Linked DNA regions of Zea mays: regions 1 and 3 are each linked to region 2. Evidence: chromatin contacts called from public Hi-C and HiChIP or PLAC-seq data. All regions are on one chromosome and are shown on one strand. Each heading gives the region's core, a stretch centred on a gene start, on an enhancer-like site or on the middle of the called end of the contact. The rest is flanking DNA. Distances are from core to core; before and after follow the strand shown. Region 1 holds the start of LOC100284170 (charged multivesicular body protein 2a). Region 2 holds the start of LOC103626047 (serine/threonine-protein kinase Nek2). Region 3 holds the start of LOC103628047 (histone-binding protein MSI1 homolog).

Region 1 (2,877 bases), core at 282-2,781, 360 kb before region 2:
ATTTGTTACATGTGTTTGTAGCTTCGGATGTTGTTTTATCAACTTATGTTGAACCTCTAATCATCCATATATTATCAATAAAATTATGGTCATTGTGCACTTGTGGTTGTTTGTGTGGAGATGTTGCTGAAATTTCTAACAAAAGTTGTCGTTATTTAGAATTTTAGAGTGCCTGTTACAGTTCGGTTAGAACCGAGGAACCAAACTGAAGAACCGAGAACCGAACTAGTCGGTTCTGGTTTCTTTATCTTGCTATTTCGGTTCTAGTTTTCGAAGAACCAAATTTCTATAAGAATCGAGGAATCGAACCGAACCGAAGAACCGAACGCCCAGTATTGCTTCCTGGCTAATCACCAAATTGCGAGTTATAGACGTTTGATGAGCAGCATATTTGATGTAAAAAAAAAGAGATCGTTCAAGTGATCGTTGGTGTAAAAAAGAGAGCATTCGAGTGATCGTGCTAGAACTGTCGCGCGCAGTGAATTGTCGTGACAAAATTCATTTCCAAACTCAGTGGATTTCATGTACACACCAATAAATACTCATCATATGAGCCTCTAGATTGACTCGACTACCCCGCGAGAATCCCACGACGCCGGCGACGGCCTCCACGACGCTCTGTCCGCGCCGTCGTGGTGAGCGACGATGCGGTGGCCGCCGCCGACAGCCGCGGTGTAGCAACCTGCTTGATCCACGACTTCAGGGAACGGGCTGGTCCTCCGCCGCTCCTCGTCCTTGAGCAGCTCCGCAAGGCTGTCTACAATACTGATGGTTGCAATGCAGTGGTGAAACAACTAAACTAAAATAATAAAATTTATGTATAGTTAGGATCATAAATGGATTATGAAACATTTTCTTATAACAATATAACACATATTTTGTATATAAGTTATCGTGATATTATATGTTTCTGTTACAACGCACGTGCACCCACCTAGTTAGAATATATGTCCTTTGTTATTAATATAAAACATTATCTCTGATACATATTGTCATGTGTAAAAATTATTATATGTACATCAAAATAAATATATTTGTAACAATGAGTGATCTCTTTATAAGATAATTATTTATTTTTATCATTAATTATTACACGAAAACAACATCATATGAAAGTCTAACGGGTCTCCGCTAGAAATCAAGAGAGAGATTGTTTTCCATTCCTGTTTACCCATCATTTTCCGTTTACATCTGTTTACATCTTTGTAGAGAAAGAAACTTCTCTATAATCATTATCTAACTAACTCAGAAATTCCTCGCGGGAATCGAGGACGGGAACCATTGCCATCTCTCCTAGGCACGGATCCAATCCCAATGCGCTGGCGCGCGGGTCTCTCTTCCCGCACACCCCTTGGAATTCCTCCACTGAGATTTGGGTCCCACGCTTACGTGGATCCCATGCTCCATGTCTGAAGCTTGAAGGGGGCCAGGTGCCGCCGTGTAGCGTCGCGCGTTGTTTTTCCGTCCGCAACGGCTAGCGAAGCCTGGAGTGACCTAAAAGCTGGGCTGGGTCGGCAACTGACTGACAAGTGAAAATACCCGTTGGGCTCGGCTCGCGCGGCGCCGTCCTCTCCCACTCTCTACGCACGAACACAGCACGCGCCGCACCCCGCTCTCTCTCTCCTGCGTTCCCATCTGCGGCGGGGAGTGAGCACATTGAGGACGGTCTACTCCTCGTTCGCGTGCGGTTCGTCCCGAGCGATCCGGCAACCATGAACATCTTCAAGAAGAAGGTCGACCCCAAAGGTGCGGCTACTCACTCTTTGATTTCCTTTGTCGCGGGAGGGTGGTGACTGGTCTGGTGTCCCTTTAGGTTCGTGGATCCGCGAGAAATTTGGGGGGTTATCGCCGCCGTTTTATTCGGTGCTCACTGCTGCTTAGCTTCGATTATTCGCGGGGTGGAAGTGCCGTCTCCGCCGCCCGAACTCCGCAGGCGAGGTTCTCGATGGATTTCTGCCTCCGCCAGACCTGGAGGGAGGCCAGCCTGGTTGGGGTTAGGGTTTTAGGGCAACTTGTGCGCTTCTGTGTGAGGAGCGGTCGAGTGGAGGAGTCAAGCGTTCCGTTATGCGTTGCGGATTCTCCGGGAACTCGTTGGGGGGCAAAATGCGGATCACAAGCTTCGTGTGCTGAACGCACTGCTGACGAGTTGCTGTTTGTTTGTCACTTGCAGAGGCTCTCAGGACCAGCAAACGTGAAATGGCGGTCGCCACGCGGGGTGAGCAACCGAGCACTGCTGACCAATTGTTTGCCACTGCTGATGATTTACTGTTAGTAGACTATTAGTTCGCATTGCTACCCAGGCATCGTGGAAAAAGAATTCAGGAATCGCTGGCACATTTGCTAGTCGACATGTGTGTTATATTGAACCAGACTAGCACATGTTCATGAATCTGGAATATAGGTGGATATCTCATAACTTATATTGTTACAGGTTTGGCATATCAAATTACAGTAGCTCTTCGATTTAAAGAATGACGCTTAGGTAGCAGACCTTTTAGCCTTTATTTAATTTTGCTCTCAGTGATGCTAATGAATCCAGCAATCGCTACCATGTTTGCTACTGGATCTTTGTTATATTGAATCAGATCAGCAAAATATCATAAATTTGGTAAATCAATTGGTATTTGATAGTTTCTCTTGTTATAAAGTTCAGATTTAGATGACAGCAGCCCTTCAGTTCAAAATGAGGCTACATAATTTGCAATGCTAATTTTCTGACATCAACTCTCTATTTTACATCTTTTAGGAGTTGAGAGAGAGATTGGTTCCCTGCAAATGGAGGTATGCAGTATGTGCTGTTTGAAACATTTTAGTATAAATTTGAGTGGAGGCATGAAGTGGTTGTGTTAAATGTACCATTGTCTGTTATTCACGGTG
Region 2 (3,156 bases), core at 222-2,721:
TACTTGAGAAGTTTAATAAGAGCGAGCGCCACCTTCTAAAAAAACCCCATGATTGTTTAATTGGATGCGAATAAGACTGTGTTCCTACCCAAGGAAGAGGATGATGAAACTTTGGACATGAAGTTTTATACCTCAACCCCATTGGAGCATTAATGTGCCTCACAAATTGCACATATCTAGATACTGCATTTATTGTAAACTTGTTGGCCTAGTATAGTGTCGCCCCCACCAAGGGGCATTGGGTTGGTGTGAAAACCATCCTCAAACATTTAAAGGGCACTGTGGATCTTGGGTTGTATTTTCCAAAACGAGGGGCTTAACTTTGGTGGGTTATGTTGATGTTGGCTATATGTCTAACCTCCCACAATACTAGACCATAGAGTAGTTTTGTGTTTCTTTGTGGCGGTGCAACCATCTCCTATCAATATATGAAGCAGACCTTGGTTGCCACGTTAACCAACCACTCAAATAATTTCTATGCACGAAGCCACACAAGAATGTGTTCTGCTACGTCGGATGATTAACCACATCTATAAGTCATGTGACATGAATGCCATCAATACCCCTACTATTATTTATGAAGATAATGTGTCTTGCGTTACACAAAAGTATATGAGCTATGTTAATTAAAAGCAATATCGCAAAGCACATCACTCCCAATTTTGTACGCCATGAGCTCCAGAAGAGCGTGGAGATAAATATCCTATAAGCTAAGTCATGTGAAAATCTAGCGGATGTATTCATAAAATCTTTGTCGGTCTCTAACTTAGATTTGTCCATAAAATTGACAAGAGATGACTTAGAGAGTCGTAAGATTCAAGAAGAGGCAAACCCCAAAGTCAGCTTATGATCGTGATCCTGAAGATTACAAGTTGATCTTAATGACCTGATCTGGAAAGCAAATGTTGTACTCCTTTTCTTTTGATGAGTTTTTTACTGAATTTTCTTACACATAAAATGAATTTAGTCAAGAAGAAGTGTTGTGGAATCAAAATCAAGAAAAACACTACATACACATTGAATTGTGACCAAATTATATTCATAATAAGAAGAAAGTCCAACTGTCCAAGAGTTCACATTCTAAATCTTTACACAGCCCTCTTCCCTATGAATAGGCCACTTTCGCCTCTGTGAAACACGCGCGCGCGCACACACAAAAAAGCAAATCAGAATTTCACTCTCCATTCTGGGCTGATTCCTAACAAGAAAAACACTAGTTGAGTATTATTTAATTGATGAAACTTTATTCAATGAACGGTAAAGACAACTAAAAGTAACATAATTCAGCCACTAATAACATTATAAAACCATGTAGATGCGCAGTGTTATTAAAACAAAATTTCTGTTAAGGCACAACGTGTCTTCCTGATTTTAAACCTCCGTATACCGTACTGTATACGATGTACGCCTAAACATGAATACATCCACCAGGACTCCAGGAGCAGTAGCAGCACAAAGCGACAAGCACAAACCCATCGCCAGAATCCAAAATCAAAAGCATCGATTTGATCTCGGCACGGCCCGCCCGCATCCTCTTCTCCTTCCCTGTCGCTTTTTCTGTCTACAGCTTCCATGGCGCTCTCTCTCTCTGAATGAATACTCCTCCATCTTGCCTTCACCTTTTTCCTCCTTTTTATATCAATATATAAAATGTTGAGGTTCCAGGGCAACCAGCGGGTTTGAAGTTTGAACTCAGTCCCTCCCCCCGCAAGCTTTCTCTCTCTCTCTCTCTCTCTCTGATCAAATGTGGCGAGATCTGTGTGAGTAAGCGTGAATACCACTACGGTTTTTCGTCCTCCCCTTCCCTTCTTGAGCTACTTGAGCTACTCTGGTCACTTCTTGGAGCCGGCAACTGCCAGTTGGGGGTTTTTTAGGTGAGTTTTGCCTGTCATTTTTGGGTTTCAGTTCTCTCTTGCTTGCAAGATTTCCTGTATTGATTTTGGTGTGTTCTTTGGAGGCTCGCATTGGGTTTACGTTATTGCTCGTCCTGTCCAACATTTCTCAGTCTACTGGACCTTTTGGGGTTGATATTTCAAAAAAAAAATTGAACGAACTGCATAAGATAGTGCACATTACTATTAAAACAGAAGAGTATGAACAAAGGTTCCTAGGGTGCTCCACAAAAAGGGCAAACAAAAGGTTGATATTTCACATTTGAGTTCTTTGTTGGAAAAGAAGATACTAGTGTTTTTTTCCTGGCTTCCAGTTGCCTGGGGAAACTCTGTCTTTTCAGGATCTACTAGTATCCGGCATTTCCATGAGTTCTTCAGTTTGTCGTTTGGGTTTCAAAGCTTTGCGTTATTCTTCCTAGCTTCAAAAAAAAACGAAAAACCTAACATCGTCGGCTAGTTTTGTCACACAGTTCATTGGCATCACGTGGCGGCTCATCCTATATTTTTGTCTATCTCTAATTTCGACACCACTGTATCCGCACTGAGAATTTGTCGCCATTAGGACCATTAAAGCTGTGCTTTCTAAAAAAAATTACTACAGTACATACTATGTGTAAATAACATGGTAGGGTACTACCCCTGCAATAATGAAGCCGTGCAATGCTTAAATGCAGTTTTTTAAGTCAGAATTACCGAGCCTACAGGCAAACGATTATTAATCTTGGAGCCCTCAAGTTAATTGTTTTCCTGTTTCTTACTTTTCATTCATTTTGTTTACTCCAAATCACAACATTGCTAAGCTAAAATCGTACTGACTCACTGCATTTTCTTTTCAGGACAAAGGGAGCAAAAAAAAACGAACACCTTCCTGAGCTTAAGACAGCATGGATCAGTACGAGGTGCTGGAGCAGATCGGCAAAGGAGCATTTGGCTCTGCCCTGCTGGTCAGGCACAAGCTGGAGAGGAAGAAGTGAGACCACCACACTCACTACTTTAGCACTTGTTTGTGTCGCCATCTTATTCCACTTTGAATGATCACGGGGGAGTCTGAACATGCGCAGGTATGTGTTGAAAAAGATCCGTCTTGCGCGTCAGACAGACCGCACTCGCCGGTCCGCCCACCAAGAGGTAGGCAGCTGCTGCTTTGCACGGATCAGTTTGTGCCTGGCCATGATTCGCAAACAGTGTCTTTTGTTTAACAAGAATCCCTTTGTCAATGCCAACTCTCCGTTGGTGTTCCCCACAAACTGAACTTCTCATGATG
Region 3 (2,946 bases), core at 267-2,766, 430 kb before region 2:
CCCGTGTTTAAGCAGAATATAAATTGAATGAGTACAAATTTGTTATTTTATTTCTCTAGAGAACTCTTGGCCTCTATTTTTTTCACCAATAACTATTAGGTTTCTAGCTAGTGCCTTTAGGATCTCATTGAAATGTTGATCTCCTCGATCACCTCGGCAAATACATTAGTCCAAATAATTACGTTGATCGTCAAACACCAAAATCCATTAATTAAATGAGCTCTAAGACAAAAAAAAAAACCGCATGAAAAAATCAAATAATACCATAAAAATTACTTTTGTGTTAAATTTAAGTTTTATATCAATACACGATAGAAGTTTTTTAAAAAATCTATATGAAGAATATAACGAAACATATAGCTAAATTTTTACTGACGAAATCGAAGTCGTGTGAACCTTGTCGAATGTCCATCTCTTCGAAGGGGCACTGCGAAAGGGGTAGGGTCATGCAACGTCTTCGGTTGAGAGCCAGGACTCGTTGGTTCATCCAAGCTCGTCGGCCATTGGAAACGGGTCACATTATCGCGGCGAGCGAGATTGAGGCGGGCACCGATAAGGGGACATCTAAATAAACTAGATTGAGTAACGTCGGGATGAATGAGGAGAGATGGATACATGCGAGGGCTAGGCTGAGAGGAAGGATGGATCAGAAAGGTTAGACCGACCCAACGAGAATTGTTTTAACCCATCCAAAACTTAACTTTTTATATTTAAGACATTATGTATAAAAGATTATAGAAAATTGGAAGGGGGCATGGCCTACTTTGCCACCACCTATGCATCCACCCTGTACGTGGATGCCTATCTTAATTCACATCATACCATTCTCGATTGAAACCTTAGCAGACAGATCCATCTGATCATGTTCTCTTTCGTTTGTAGTAGGGTAAAATTCAGAACACCGTCAGACTTGGTCAGTTAGATAGTTCCATTGTGTCTGGCGAGAATATCTACGGTTCTACATCGTAGCGTTTTACCCGTATTTTAAGGGGTCTCTAGGGGGTTAAATATAAAAATATAAGAGACGAGCTCTTCGCGAAGTGACAGTCTCTACACGACTTTATATACATAATGTATCTTGACAGCATATATAATATGACTGTTTTAAATATCTTGCATTGTATAATGCAGTTTTTAGATATCTCTTGTACATAGAAAATCGATCAAGACTCTCTAGGTTGTACATGCCACTAAGGAGTTCTCGAATGGATGTGATTACAGGCATGTTCAACGTCCTTCTCTATCAAACTAAGAGTAGCTTTGATCGCCTATTTCTTGTCTCCCTGCTACTCCCACTCTCGTCTTTATTGCTCTCTTTTCCAAACTGTCATGATGTCCATCAACTTTGGAGAAGAGGAAAAGAGGGGTGCTGGGCTCCTCACGGGTGGTGGAGAAGTTGGGCTCTTGTTTTACAAAGGCCATGACATGGGCCTCAAGTAGGCTTCTTCTTTAGCCTGTAGCCCACTCGGCCTGACGCCGACCGATAAACCCCTTCCCCCATCGCTTCGCTTTCGCTCCCATTCCCCACCATCGCCCCCTTTGCTCAATCTCCATCCCACCTGCCAATCAAATCCTTGCGCCTCCTCCCGCCATTTCGCCCCCGCTCACCAGGCTACCCCCCCCCCCCCCCCCCCCCCCAAACCCTAACCCATACCGACGATGCCGAAGGCCGGCAGCGGGGTGGCGGACGAGGAGGACTTCCGCGCCGAGGTGGACGAGCGCCTCATCAACGAGGAGTACAAGATCTGGAAGAAGAACACACCCTTCCTCTACGACCTCGTCATCACACACGCGCTCGAATGGCCTTCCCTCACCGTGCAGTGGCTTCCCGAACGCACCGAGCCGCCGGGGAAGGACCACTGGGTCCAGAAGATGATCCTCGGCACGCACACCTCCGATAACGAGCCCAACTACCTCATGCTCGCGCAGGTCCAGCTGCCCCACGAAGACACCGAGGCCGACGTGCGCCACTACGACGATGAGCACTCCGACAACGGGTTGTTCGGCGCGGCCACCGGCGAGGTGGACTTTCCGACCCCGCCCTTCCCATAAACTCTCCTCTCTGGATCCGCGTGTTCGCTCCTAGCCTCCTATGTGGGGGCGGGCACCTGCAAATTTGTATAACAAAAACAGGATGTTTTTGTGTCGATTTGTTCCGTTATGCTTCAACTAAGGATGTTTGCTACAACACACAATTAGGTAATTTATTTCTTGCGACCATGCTCTGCTTGGTGGGATCTAGGAGTCATTGCAATTGCCGGTTTCAAACTTTGCCTTAATTATAATCTCGGGTCATTTATTTGGGCATGCTGTTTTCGAGGGTAGAGTCATGCGTGGATGAACTTTCTATAGTTTGCTTTGCAAATAAACACGTGGGCTGTTGATTAATGTTTGTTGTACAGGTGGAGCGGACCATTTCTGTTTAATGGTTAAATGAACTTTTGTTGTTACATGTGAAACTGAAACTAGTTGCTTATTATTTATTTTTCTTTGTTACTACCATTGTGCTGAACTATGCCCTACAAAAGTACTGGATGCGGCTTTAGTTGATAACTTGATTTAGCACCTTAATTTGGCAGTTCAGTGGTAGCATCTCCAGTTAAGAATCATGTTGTTCCTCTTCTTTCTTGAGAACAACTAGTGAAGCGGGGACAAGCTATCCCCATCTACTTTTCTCGTGGAAAGATCAACTTTAGGAAGTTTTTTCTGTTCACATTAACTTTTAATCTGCCGGATAACTGTGTTTTTACGTGAATGCTGAAGCCTAGGTTTTGGCTCCCTCTTCTGAAGCCAGGATTTTATTTCTTACATGTTCAAGAGGAAGTTTTTAGCCTTAGACTTGCTCAGTTTACCCTCTCCTTTTTTGCATTTTATTGTTGCATTGTGCATGCTCTGGTATGATTGATATATATTTTTTCTATAATTGCAACTTCCAGTATGGAGGAT

Evidence for each region. A called contact is a pair of places that touch in the nucleus more often than the background predicts. HiChIP or PLAC-seq counts read pairs in DNA pulled down with a chosen protein or histone mark.
Region 1: a Hi-C map of leaf shows a contact between it and region 2, with 5 times the contacts expected there. The contact joins the promoter of LOC100284170 here to the promoter of LOC103626047 in region 2. A contact is called at or near these places in 5 of 25 Hi-C or Micro-C datasets (bundle sheath, ear, leaf and 1 more).
Region 3: a contact with region 2 is called in an H3K4me3 HiChIP or PLAC-seq map of leaf, with 8 times the contacts expected there. The contact joins the promoter of LOC103628047 here to the promoter of LOC103626047 in region 2. A contact is called at or near these places in 5 of 25 Hi-C or Micro-C datasets (bundle sheath, ear, endosperm and 2 more) and 1 of 3 datasets of contacts at active chromatin or transcription factors (leaf).

Annotation. Positions count from the first base shown.
Region 1 is chr5:18,165,143-18,168,019 of Zm-B73-REFERENCE-NAM-5.0, forward strand. It overlaps LOC100284170 (charged multivesicular body protein 2a), which reads left to right and starts at 1,532. Exons shown (of 11, transcript NM_001157066.2): 1 at 1,532-1,746; 2 at 2,171-2,215; 3 at 2,747-2,781. The coding sequence starts at 1,713.
Region 2 is chr5:18,520,996-18,524,151 of Zm-B73-REFERENCE-NAM-5.0, forward strand. It overlaps LOC103626047 (serine/threonine-protein kinase Nek2), which reads left to right and starts at 1,472. Exons shown (of 15, transcript XM_008646429.3): 1 at 1,472-1,874; 2 at 2,729-2,862; 3 at 2,954-3,020. The coding sequence starts at 2,777.
Region 3 is chr5:18,089,850-18,092,795 of Zm-B73-REFERENCE-NAM-5.0, forward strand. LOC103628047 (histone-binding protein MSI1 homolog) reads left to right here and starts at 1,517. Exons shown (of 7, transcript XM_020537908.2): 1 at 1,517-2,022; 2 at 2,937-2,946. The coding sequence starts at 1,660.